Regions from separate parts of the Mus musculus genome. Here regions 2, 3 and 4 are each linked to region 1. The links are chromatin contacts, called in public promoter capture Hi-C maps. All regions are on one chromosome and are shown on one strand. Each heading gives the region's core, a stretch centred on a gene start, on an enhancer-like site or on the middle of the called end of the contact. The rest is flanking DNA. Distances are from core to core; before and after follow the strand shown. Region 1 holds the start of Eif3c (eukaryotic translation initiation factor 3, subunit C). Region 2 holds the start of Ccdc189 (coiled-coil domain containing 189). Region 3 holds the start of Zfp629 (zinc finger protein 629). Region 4 holds the start of Bcl7c (B cell CLL/lymphoma 7C).

Evidence for each region. Promoter capture Hi-C pulls out the DNA fragments that hold promoters and counts their contacts. Capture Hi-C pulls out chosen DNA fragments and counts their contacts.
Region 2: a promoter capture Hi-C map of liver shows a contact between it and region 1, with 3 times the contacts expected there. The contact joins the promoter of Ccdc189 here to the promoter of Eif3c in region 1. A contact is called at or near these places in 1 of 39 promoter capture datasets (embryonic stem cells), 1 of 115 datasets of contacts at active chromatin or transcription factors (astrocytes) and 2 of 9 other capture datasets (adipose tissue and liver).
Region 3: a contact with region 1 is called in a promoter capture Hi-C map of embryonic stem cells, with 2.2 times the contacts expected there. The contact joins the promoter of Zfp629 here to the promoter of Eif3c in region 1. A contact is called at or near these places in 3 of 39 promoter capture datasets (embryonic stem cells, liver and pre-B cells) and 1 of 9 other capture datasets (adipose tissue).
Region 4: a contact with region 1 is called in a promoter capture Hi-C map of liver, with 3 times the contacts expected there. The contact joins the promoter of Bcl7c here to the promoter of Eif3c in region 1. A contact is called at or near these places in 3 of 39 promoter capture datasets (liver and pre-B cells) and 2 of 9 other capture datasets (adipose tissue and liver).

The regions. Positions count from the first base shown.
Region 1 is chr7:126,565,012-126,567,937 of GRCm38.p6, forward strand. It overlaps Eif3c (eukaryotic translation initiation factor 3, subunit C), which reads right to left and starts at 1,355. Exons shown (of 21, transcript NM_146200.1): 1 at 1,337-1,355; 2 at 1,068-1,208. The coding sequence starts at 1,168. It overlaps Gm25579 (a small nuclear RNA gene), which reads right to left and starts at 2,138; the gene lies at 2,033-2,138.
Region 2 is chr7:127,587,294-127,590,026 of GRCm38.p6, forward strand. It overlaps Ccdc189 (coiled-coil domain containing 189), which reads right to left and starts at 1,302. Exons shown (of 9, transcript NM_001033040.3): 1 at 584-1,302; 2 at 271-302. The coding sequence starts at 796. Rnf40 (ring finger protein 40) reads left to right here and starts at 1,405. Exons shown (of 20, transcript NM_172281.2): 1 at 1,405-1,518; 2 at 1,632-1,835; 3 at 2,219-2,386; 4 at 2,464-2,605. The coding sequence starts at 1,704.
Region 3 is chr7:127,613,676-127,616,679 of GRCm38.p6, forward strand. It overlaps Zfp629 (zinc finger protein 629), which reads right to left and starts at 1,597. Exons shown (of 3, transcript NM_001362196.1): 1 at 1,408-1,597.
Region 4 is chr7:127,707,511-127,710,360 of GRCm38.p6, forward strand. It overlaps Bcl7c (B cell CLL/lymphoma 7C), which reads right to left and starts at 1,256. Exons shown (of 6, transcript NM_009746.2): 1 at 926-1,256; 2 at 370-448; 3 at 1-31. The coding sequence starts at 1,017. It overlaps Mir762 (microRNA 762), which reads left to right and starts at 977; the gene lies at 977-1,052.

The DNA of each region.
Region 1 (2,926 bases), core at 105-2,604:
GGCTACAAGTACCTAAGAAAGCAGCAGACAAAAGGCCCCCTAACTCTAACAAATGGGAAAAGCTCCAAGGAGCTGGTACCTAGCCAGATTCTAAAAAGAAACATTTCCCAAAATAGGAGAGGCCACTAGTTTTGGTGAATTCTAACACTCTCTTTGATTGTATTTTTTTCAATAATGGGTGAAAGCATTCAGTTAGCAACAGTGTCTCTATTATTTTCTTTCCATGGTATTAACTTTTCCTGACAATTTTTTTTTAATATGGGACAAGTGATAGTTTTTCCACTTTGGACAGTGTTATGCTATCGCAGTCACATGGATATGTCTGGATATTCATCTACAATTCTCTACAAGTCTCTGTGGAGCGCCGGGCGTGGTGGCGCACGCCTTTAATCCCAGCACTCGGGAGGCAGAGGCAGGCGGATTTCTGAGTTCGAGGCCAGCCTGGTCTACAAAGTGAGTGCCAGGACAGCCAGGGCTACACAGAGAAACCCTGTCTTGAAAAACCAAAAAAAAAAAAAAAAAAAAAAAGTCTCTGTGGAGGTAAGTATGTCTTAAAACCCTTCAGGTACACAGCAAAAACAATGTTGTTTTGAGAACTGTTTCAAAGTTCAAAAAGTTTTAATTTACAGAGATCGAGAAAAAGACAGTAAATAAAGATGAACACAGCAGTGTTTAGCATTTGGCACGCAGAGCCAAACGACCGGATTTCAGGGCCAAACTAACCAAGCACTGAGGGTTTCCCTCCATGAGTACAAATCATAACGACTAAGCTTAGTGGGAAGATTTACGATACGGGGAGTTTCCGAAAGCCACAGTCAAGGGGCGGGAAGGGATGCGAGAGATGGAATGTGGGCAGGAGTTACGAGGCTGCAGACTTGGAGGCCTTAAGAGCTGATGCAATACTAAGCAACGGAAAACCTCTCCTCCTCCTCGGTACCGAGGACGCCGAGGGCTCCCCCAGCTCGCTGCGAGAGCTCCTTTCTCAGACGCGCCCAGCCCATGGCTCCGCTCGCCCACCCGAGCCCCCGCAGCCCGCCAAACCCGTCCCCTCCGCGCCCCCAGCTCACTGTTTGCCGTAGTTCCCGGAGACCGGTTTGGTGACGAGCTCCTCCCCGGACAGGGACGACTCCGACTCACTGTCCGAGCCGGTGGTGAAGAATCGCGACATGGCGACGGCGCTGAAGGGCTGAGGCGCTCGCGGCCGGAACCTGAGGAAACCCGCGGCGTCAGGGTTTGGGGGCAACCGCGGCTACCATCTCCCGACCCGGACCCCCGTTCCCGCCTGCACGGCCTCCCCCTTGCCCTCCACGGAGCACGAGGCCCAAGAGACACGAACCAGCTAAGCTGCCGAGTCCCTCTGAGCAGGTGAGACAGGCACGACGCCGGAAGAGGAAAAGGTTGGGGGGGCGTCACTTCCCGGAAGCACCAAAGAATGCGCTAAATAACTACAATTCCCAGTGGCCTTTGCGCTATACACGGCCTGGGACGAATTAGTAGCCGAGGTTCTAAATCTTATCTAAACTAAGACTGACTGGCTGCTCACTAGGACCGCCCGGACTAGGCTGCAAGACTGACAATATAGAATTTAGTAACCGCCCCATGGTGCACGTCTGTAATTCCCTACACTAGAAAGGGTGAAGCAGGAGGATCATGGGTTCAAGGCCAGACTGGGCCAAAAAAAAAGAAAAAAAAAAAAAAAAAAAAAAAAAGCTAAGCTCTGAAGCCTGCGGAGGTGGCTCAACACCTTTAATCCCAGCGCTCAGGAGGCAGAAACAAGTGGATCTCTGAGTTCGAGGCCAGCCTGGTCTCCAGAGCGAGTTCCAGGACAGCCAAGAGAAACTATGTCTCGAAAAAAAAAACAAAAAACAAAAAAAAAAAACAAAAAAACAAAAAGTATTCTGGCCGCCCATCTTAACTTCAGAGTAAGAATCTAAGGGCTGGTGTCAGCTTGATGCCGATGTCCTGCGAGGTTTTGGAGGAGTGTCGTTGTTGTCATTTTGTTTTGTTTTGTTTTGTTTTAGAAAAGGATTTTAAAAATACGGAACGCTTTACAAATTTGTGTGACATCTTTGTGCAGGGGCCATACTAATCTTACCTTATCTTTCCAATTTTAATATATATGCTTCAGAAGAGAGCATGGTTTCTCAGGTTTAAGCAAACTTCATAGATCTTGAGTGTTGGAATCCTGTCTTTACCGTTTTCTTAGGCAAACTTTCTAACTTCTAATCTCTCTCTGCTCTTCTCCCTGTGCTACAAACAAAGGGGAATAATAGCACTTGTTCATTTGATATTAGGAAAATAAAATGAGAACATATGATGTGTGTGGGACAGTACCTTGTGCAGAATGAGCATATACTAGCTAGCCACTGGACCCACGAGGTGTTTCAGATGAAAAAGCACTTGTCACCAAGCGTAAGAACTTGAGTTAGTTCCCTATGGCCACAGAATAGAAAAAACAACTCCTGATAGTTGTCTTCTGACCACCTCCCCTGACTACCACCCTACCACCTCCCACCTCCCCCAATTCCTAGTGGCCTTTGCAACATACAAGGCCTAGATTTTTGTAGTACTGGGTATGGAACCCAGGGTCTAGATCCATACTAGGCAAGCATTTCACCAACTGATGTCTGGGGTGCCCAAAAATAAACAGTGAAGTATAATTCTAGCAAAATGGCACTGTTGGGTGGGTTTTATATAAAGACGGCCTTGAGGTCAGAGGCCTGAGGCTTCACCTTAGCCTGCTAGCCTGCTGGCAGTGTATGCATGTCTGTGTGCCTACCTCAGCGTGGCCCCAGTGCCAGTCTCTTGTGTATGCATGTTGCCTGCCAGAGTTCAGCTTCCAGGATTAGGTCCGTTTTTGTTGCTATGAAGAAACCATGCAAAAGCAAAGCAACGTATAGAAGAAAGACCTCACTGGGGATTACAG
Region 2 (2,733 bases), core at 52-2,551, 1.0 Mb after region 1:
GTGTGACCTTGATGAAGTCCCCTGGGCCTTGGCATCGGTGTGCACAGTGCTCCATCATTGCAGCTGTGTACATTCCTGCCTTTGCCTCCCTTCTCACACCGCCACTTTACACTGAGGCACCTGGCACGCTGGTGACTCGTTACCTTGAGCACTTCTCAGTCTCATCTTTGTAAAACTGGAGAGCCCTGGCTGGACAGGACTGTTGAGGACACCTTACAGGAGTAATACAAATGAGAAGTGTAACTTTTCCCCTGGGCTCTCCACACTCACCACATACAGATCCGGGGCTGGGGTAGTGGTGGCTGCGGAGAGAAGACAGATTATGGGACAAATAGATACGACAGTATGTATCCCCTAGTCCCTAGTACCTCATGAATTTCTAGCAGGTCTGAGTGTGCTATAATTTTAACTATAGCAAAATAGGTAAAACCGGGCTTCGGTGGGCTCGAAATACTATTTAGCAGCCTATTTACAATCAAAGCAACTCCAGGAAATTCCCTAATGTTGATAAACGTAATGACTGGCGGCACCTTTTTTGGGAAACCTAAGTATTCACTAGAGGACAACTCTGTCCCGCCCTCACCGGGAACAAGTTGGCTCCAGGATCTTCAGCCACTTCCACAGGGCTACTAGTGGCTTCTGCGGGCGACTCGGTCTGCATGTCTGTTCCGTTCCTTATGGCCGAGCCGTCCACCGAGCTGGGACTCCTGTCCAGTTCCTCCTGCAATTTGGGAGATTGTTCCGACTCCATCTGCACCTTCATTCCCAGGCTCTGGCTGGAACTGGGGGTAATCATCTCTTCGTCCTTCTTAGCCTCAGTCAAGGGCTCTCCAGCCTGGGCTCTGGGACAGCCAGCTCTCCCACTGCAAAGCCCGGTCCTGCCCCTTCTAGTGTTTCTTCAGAGGCGGTGAAGCGAGAGGCAGCCAATCCGCAGAGGGCGTCTTCCCAACTTGTCTCCCCGGTGACCGTTGTTAAGGAAAGTAGAAAGTACAAGCCCACGCCAATCATTGAAAAGATAGAGCGCATGCGTAACGAGTTGCACGTGCCTCTTAGAAGTTGCTTGTAAGGGTGCTTTTGAGGGTCGGTCTTTTTAAAGATTTAATTTAAATCTTTAAAAGATTGTGTTTGTGCGTGCGTGTGCGCACATATGTACAGGATGTTCGGGAGGGCTCCGCGGAGGCCAGGAGAGGATGACGGATCCTCTGGATCTGGAGTTACAAGGGGTCGTGTACCGAGTACCCCGAACAGCAGCAAAGGCTCCACCCCTCCATCTCCTAGTGCAACTGCGGGGTCAGTAACTATGGGAACCGCCTGCTGGCCAATCATTAAGAGAAATACAGTCCGTCGCGGGGTTGGAGGGGTGGGACTAAAAGACTCGAGAGGAGGAACCAAGAGCTACCAATAGAAACAGGAAATAAGTTTCGCCACATCCGGAGCGGCTCTGACGCCTGCGCTGTGCGTCTGGCGGCCGGTGACGTCCGGTGAAATCCAAGATGGTGGCGCTTGGCTGACCCTACGGTAAGTGCGGACCCCCGTCCGGCGGGGGCGGGGTCCGGGAGATATGTCCAGGGGGACGCTCAGGACTGCGGAGCTCCAGACGCATCCACAGCTCAGCTCTCTGTTTTCTGCAGGTGACGGAAGTGCCGCCTCCACCCGCCTGCCAGCCCCGGAGAGCCCTGAGTTGCCCCTCCGCCACCGCCGCTATGTCTGGCCTCAGCAACAAGCGCGCCGCCGGCGACGGGGGCTCAGGACCCCCAGAGAAGAAGATGAACCGCGAGGAGAAGACCACGACCACTCTAATCGAACCCATTCGTCTCGGCGGCATTTCTTCCACGGTTGGTGGGCTTTTGCGAAAGTCACATTTGGCCTGCGCCCAAAGTGTTTGGAATCTTGTGTGTGCTCGTGTGTATATACACAAACCGGGTGGTGAGGGTGGGTGTGCCAACGGCGTGAATGTGATCAGAGAACAACTTTACGGAGTCCCTTCTGGCCTTTTACTTATGCGCACATATGTTCCCGTAAGTCCTGTGTGATGTGTCTGAGTTGGAAACAGGTAGGGGCAGGAACGGAATGTGAAGCTCTCATGACTAGCATATTCTCTTTGCAAGTGTCTGAGCCTTGCTATATACCTCTCCCCTTTCAGTCTAATCCTTGTCCTATTGTGTGTCAGTGATGGTTCAGGGTCCTGCCCGACACTCTGCCTCTTCCCTTCTGGTAGGAGGAGATGGATTCCAAGGTACTGCAGTTCAAGAACAAGAAGCTGGCGGAGCGGTTGGAGCAGCGGCAAGCCTGCGAGGATGAGCTCCGGGAGAGAATTGAGAAATTGGAGAAGAGGCAGGCCACTGATGATGCCACACTCCTCATCGTCAACCGCTACTGGGCCCAGGTGGATGCCTGAAGAGCGAGCGTCCTACTGGGAGAAGCCCTGAGGCATTCCTAACCTCTTGTTCTTTCTTCTTTCAGCTGGATGAAACTGTAGAAGCCCTCCTCCAGTGCTACGAGAACCAGAGGGAACTGTCTTCAGGGACAGAGGTGCCTGGGTGCCAAGAGGGCCTGACCCGTGATGTGATCCCTCGACCAGACCCAGGGACATCAGATCTGAGGGGTAGGACCAGGGCCCTGGGGAGCTTATGTTCTCAGAAAGGTTTTGAGGAGGAGGTGACTTTGATGTGGGGCTACCGAAATGCCCGGCACTTGGGAAGCAGAAGTTGCTGTCCTGGAACTCACTTTGTA
Region 3 (3,004 bases), core at 347-2,846, 1.0 Mb after region 1:
TTTGGCTTGCCCTGTGGCATGGGTTGACCTTGACAGTCACATGAGACTCCTACTTGTGGTCTCCTGGCAGGAGAGGAGGAGAGCTCGGAAGCCCGAGAATGAGCCAGAAAAGTGCAGGGAAGCCCAGTTCCCTCGGCTGCAAAAGTCAGACCCAGTGAGGAGGTCTGAGAGGCTGCGTCTCTGAGCTCTAGGTACGGATGTCCCCAAAGCCACCCAGACACACACCTGGGGACCCATCCTTCTGCCTTATTCTTTTTGTTGATGCTTCATCACACACCTAGGACAAGTACCCAGTAAAAACTCTGCTGGAGGACTGAGTGAGCTGGACACCTCATGCTCCCAGAAAGCCAGCCTATCTTGTTCAGTGTCTTTTAAGATCAGTTTGCAGATCGATGTCAGAAAAGTGACATAAGTTCGTCAGAGTGAGCCCCCAGGGGAAGGAGTCATATCTGTCACTCAAAATCCCGGGGGTGATCCCCAGGAGAGAGAACAGGGCTGCAGGAGGGCGCTGACATCTAACGGAATCCCTGGAATAATCTACCCTCGGGGTGACAGTGTGCATAGGTACTTTGTGCACAGGGACAAAGAGGACAAAGCTCACCAAGAGGTAGCTGGGGTGTGAAGCAGGTGAAGCAATGGACAGCTGACCAACTGCTAATGCAGCCGAGAAGTGAGTTAGCCATCCCCTATCTCTAAGTGTTTTTAGGGAGAGATGGGGGCCCCCCGGAGAGGAGAAGGTTACCCTGCTGAGCTGACCGAGAACAGGTAGGAGCTTAGATACTTGGACAGAGAAACTTAAAACTCAAGGGCCTACCGTAGAAGGGAAAGAGTTAATAACCAGGCCACATGCAAGAAGTAGCAAAGACTGCGAGGCGACTACTACTGGGAACCAGCCCAGGCCCAAGAGCGCCAGCCTCCTGCCCCGGACGACCCCCAGAGGACCGAGGCGGGAAGGACTGCCGGAGACGGCTGCCTTCCCGCGGAGGTGCGCGCGGCCCAGGGTGACCCTGACCAGGAGGCAGCGGGACCGCCCTCGACGCCGCCCCCCGCACCCCGGCGGACCAAGACTTGAGCGCCTCCGGCCGGGAGCACCCACCCTGTCCCCGGCTCCCAAAGCCCAGGCGAGCCGCCGGCGTTCCCTCCCCGCCGCGGACGCCCAGGCTGCCCGGCTCCGGGAGAGCGGCGGCCGCCTCGCCGCCCCCGGCCGGACTCGCTCTCTGGGCGCGCGCGCCTCCCCTCCCCCACGGCGGTCCCCGCGCGGTTCTCACAATCCCCCGGCCGCCGTCCCCCGCCGCCCCGGGCCCGGCCTGCGCCCCTCGCCCGTCGCCGCCTCCTTGGCCCTATTGTTCCCCGGCGGCTGTCCCGGGCCTCCAGGCCACCCCGGGAACCCAGGCGGCCCCAACTCACGGCTCTGGGGTCTGGGAAAAGCCGAAAGGCAGAGGCCAGCCCCAGGGGACTTAACCCCTTAAGTGCCCTGCCTCGGGGGACGGGCTAGATGCCGGGAACTCTAGGGTCCTTCTCAAGGGGTGATTCCAGGCTGAGGACCCGGGGACCAGTTCAGGGTGACTGGGACGGAGCAGGAAGTGACCCCAGCTTCCCGGGCCCCTCTAGCCTGGAGTCAGAACATCAGCTCTATGGGATTTAACCCTTTGCCTCCCACAGCCTGGGAAAAAATGAGGGGGTGGGTATGGAAGCAAGGAGGTGGCTGATGACGCCCCTCTCCCAGTGTCTAGTGGAATCACGGAAGATCAGCTTTTGGGGGAGCTCAGAGGCCGGCGAAGGTCTTCGGATTTCTGGCCATTCTCTCCAAAGACTCTGCCAGCCGCTCAGTTAAGCTGATCTCAGATTCGGCCGCCGCGGGTCCCCTGAGACCCGCCTTTGTTTGGACTCACCCAGGACTGGGGCTGGTATGCCTGGGTTGGTGATTAGGAGGTGAAAGCAAAGGTTGGGTGGGCTGACCTAGCGGTAAGAGCAGAAGCTAATGGGCCAGGCAAGGCTACCCAGCGCTACGGACCCTCTTACCCACCTCTCACCCCCCCACCGGTGGTCAGGTCTCCCTGGAGGAAGAAACTGACAAGGTAGGCAAGCATTACCCCTTCCCAGCAGCTCGGTGGTAAGGTATGCAACTCACTGCAGGGCAATCCTTCCATAAACTTAGGGAGCAAGAAGTAGTGGTGAATTCCTGTAATTCCGTTGCTTGGGAGACAGAGGCAGGAGGACCTGAAGGTTCAAAATATTCGTGGCCCACATAGCTCCAGGCTACCTAGCGAGACCCTGTTTCTAAACAAGGAACCTCACAGGGCTCCCAAACTGTTCCTGCTTGTGTCTCATTTTCTCCCCACCACATCCTGAGAGAGGACTTAGAATCATCCCCATTTTACAAGGCAAATTAATCAAGACATGAGATGTGAGGTAAAGTTCGAGGCCACAGTTTTCAATGAACCCAGGTGTGAGGAGACCAGAGTTGAACAATTGAACATTCTACCCTCAAAAAGTTCCATAGTAGCTAAGCACACCACCTGTAATCTTCAGCCATTAGTAGGCTGAGGCAGGAGAATCAAGAGTTGGACTTCAGGATCAGCCTGGGATGCACAATAGGACTCGTTTCAAACCTTAAATAAATAAATAAATAAATAAATAAATAAATAAATAAATAAATAAATTCCAAGCCCTGTATGGGAGTGAATAGCTGTGACTCTAGCACTGCAAGCTGACACAGGAAAATCACCATGAATTAAGACCAACCTAGGTGAATATATACTGGCTGGGTCAAACCCCCCTCCCCCACACATGTAGCAGATGTATATAGCTCGGTCTTCATGTGAGTCCTCCACAGCTGGATCAGGGGTTGTCTCTACAGCTTTTGCCAGCCTGTGGATTTTGTTCCCCTAACTGGGCTGCCTTGTCTGGTCTCAGTGGGAGAGGATGCATCTAGCTATGTTTGATGTGCCAGGGTGAGGGAATAGAAACAGGGGAGGCTCCACCCTCTCAGAAGAGAAGGGAA
Region 4 (2,850 bases), core at 6-2,505, 1.1 Mb after region 1:
TCTCTGCCCCGCCTCCTGCCCGCCGCCTCTCCTGGGGGTTAGAGAGGTAAGATCAGAGCTAGTTGTCTAGGGAGCTCTTACAAAGCCCTTCAATACGAATAAGGAAACCTAGGCTCAGAGAAGCGAAAGGTGCTGCATCAGGTTGTGTAGATTGAGTTAGGCCTTGAACTTGGAGAAAGTGTGTGTGTGTGTGTGTGTGTGTGTGTGTGTGTGTGTGTAAGTGCGCTCGCGCCCCCTAATAATCGTTACCATCTGCCTGGGCTCCACACTGGAGTCTCCAAGCCGACTGAAGGTGGAGGCCAAGGCTGGGAGGGAAATTGCTTGAGGCTGCACAGATGCAAGGCCTGTTGGGGGTTGGGGCTTGCTCACCTCCTCCTGGGGATCCACCACAGGCACCCACTTGAAGATTCGAAGGGAAGTGTCTCCCACAGTCACCCAGCGCTTCTCCCTGTGGGAGGTCAGGAGACTGGATCAGGGAGGCCCAAGGATGAGCCCCACAGACTGGAGGTCAGGGAGGTGTGCTAGGGTAGGGACAGCTTCGCTAACACTGGCACAGAAGCAGAAAGAGCCCTCAAACCCCAGGGCAAAGCAGAAACGGATATAACTTGGAGCTGCGGTTTTGCAGACACCTGGGGCACTCAGCAGGGCGCCACCAAGGCCTGGCCAGGGACTCTGGCAATGAAGACCCGGGGCCAAGCTTGCTAGAGTGTCAAAAGCTTCAGGGGGCGGGGCATAGATGAGGGCTCCCGCTCAGGGAAAGCACCACTCCGGACCACGCTTTGTAGACCTCTGGGAATTGCCGGGGAAAGGGGGCGCCCTGTCGATTCAGAGCACAGCTGGTGGGCGGGGGCAGCGGGCCAGGAAAGGGCGGACGCGTTTGGAGGAGGTGGCTTGGCTGTATCCCTGGCCCGGGGGCAGCGCTCACCATCTCCGGACCTTCTCGATGGTCGCCATCACCTTCTTGATGTCATCTTTGGCCCGGCTCCGGGTCTCGGCCCGCACGGTCCGGCCGGCCATGCTGGCGGGGCTGGGGCCGGGACAGAGCCCGTGGCGGGGCGGCCTGTGGTCCGGCGATCTCAGGCTGAGCGCCAGGCCCCAGCGCCGCTCTTTCGGCCTGCCGTCCCTCCGGGAGTTGGCCGCGCCCTCCCTCGCTCCCCAACGCCTCCGCGCGTCCCCGCCTGGCTTCCTAAGACCGCGCCCCGCCCCGGCCCGTCCCCGGAGCGGCCCGGGCGGCGCGGGCTGCTAGAGCCCCGGCCTGGAAGCCCGGCCAGCCCCGCCCCGGCCCGGGCCCGCCCCTCGGGGCGCACGGACGCACAGCGCCCTCTGCCAGCCACGGAGAGGGAGAGCTGGGGGGCAGCTGTGCGGCTGGACGCGCGCGGCCCGAGCGAGGCGGTGCGTTCCGGCCACGTGGGCTCAGGGGTGCGCGAGAGGGACTGTCCTGGTGTGCGTCCGCGGCGGGTGGGCGTCCCTGAAATGCTCTGTGCGCGCGTCTGCCCTCTCCAGGCTGTTTGATTCTACGCTGCCCAACTTAATTTGTTCATTCATTCATTGAACAGTCCCATGAACAGTGCCAAGTACGCGCCAGACGCTGCGAGTGGAGAGCGGGCCTCCTCAGCCAGAATGGCGGGAATGAGAAAGACCATGTAGATGGGGTAGCAGAGCAACTTGGCATTCCTTGAATCAGGTTGTGTAATTGGTAGAGATACTTTGGAAAACTGATAGTCTTCCAGTGAAAAACTTATACCAACCCCGTTTTCCAACACTTTCCACTCCCAAGCTATCAACACTCAACAGAAGAAATGTGTGCTTGCCTAGTTTTTTGTCAGCCTGACATAAACTAGGTCAGCTGGGATGAGGGAACCTTGGTGGAGAAAGGGCCTCAATCAAGATGCCCTATGGGTAAGTCTGTGGGGCCATTTTCTTGATGGTAGTTGATGTGGCAGAGCCCACACCACTGAGGGCAGTGCCACCTCTGAACACTCTAAGAAAGCAGGCTGGACAAGCTTTGGGGAGTAAGTCAGCAAGCAGTATTCCTCCAAGGTCTCTGTTTCAGTCCCTGCCTCCAGGTTCCTGCTTTAAGTTCCTTCCCTGACTTCATAACGGACTATCACTGCAAGCTGAACTACATTCTTCCCTCCACGAGGTGCTTTTGGTCATGGTGTTTATTACATCACTAGAAACCTCACTAGGACAAAATGTGGTGTCTGTATGAACACCAAGATATGAATACTGGAAAGTTTGGGACTCTTTTCACAGTAGCAACAACCTGGAAACAACACAAAGAATGGAATGGAAGGGGCTGGCGAGATGGCTTAGTGGGTAAGAGCACTGACTGCTCTTCCAAAGGTCCTGAGTTCAAATCCCAGCAACCACATGGTGGCTCACAATCACCCATAATGAGATCTGACGGCCTCTTTTGTTGTGTCTGAAGACAGCTATAACAATAAATCTTTATAAAAAAAAAAAAAGAATGGAATGGAAAAGCAATTACAACCTATTTCTACCATGGACACGGACAGAACAGCCAGAATCACCAGAGTCCAGCTATGTGCAACAGTGAAGAGAGATCTTGGATGAAAGAAGTCAGATGTGACAGCATGCATTAGAATAATAATTAGAATAATTAGAATTATATACATACATACCTACATATAATTCTATATATAACAGAAAACAAATACATTTTGGGGGGGGGGTCTGGACAGTGATCACTATTGGGACTACCAAGCAAAAGAAGGGGTTTCTGGGACCCGCTTGTCACACTGGTCTTAAGTCTGTCAAGATGTACATTTAATACTTGTGTAATATTTCTTGTGTCTATTATAGTTCAGCTAAAGGTTTACTTAAAAT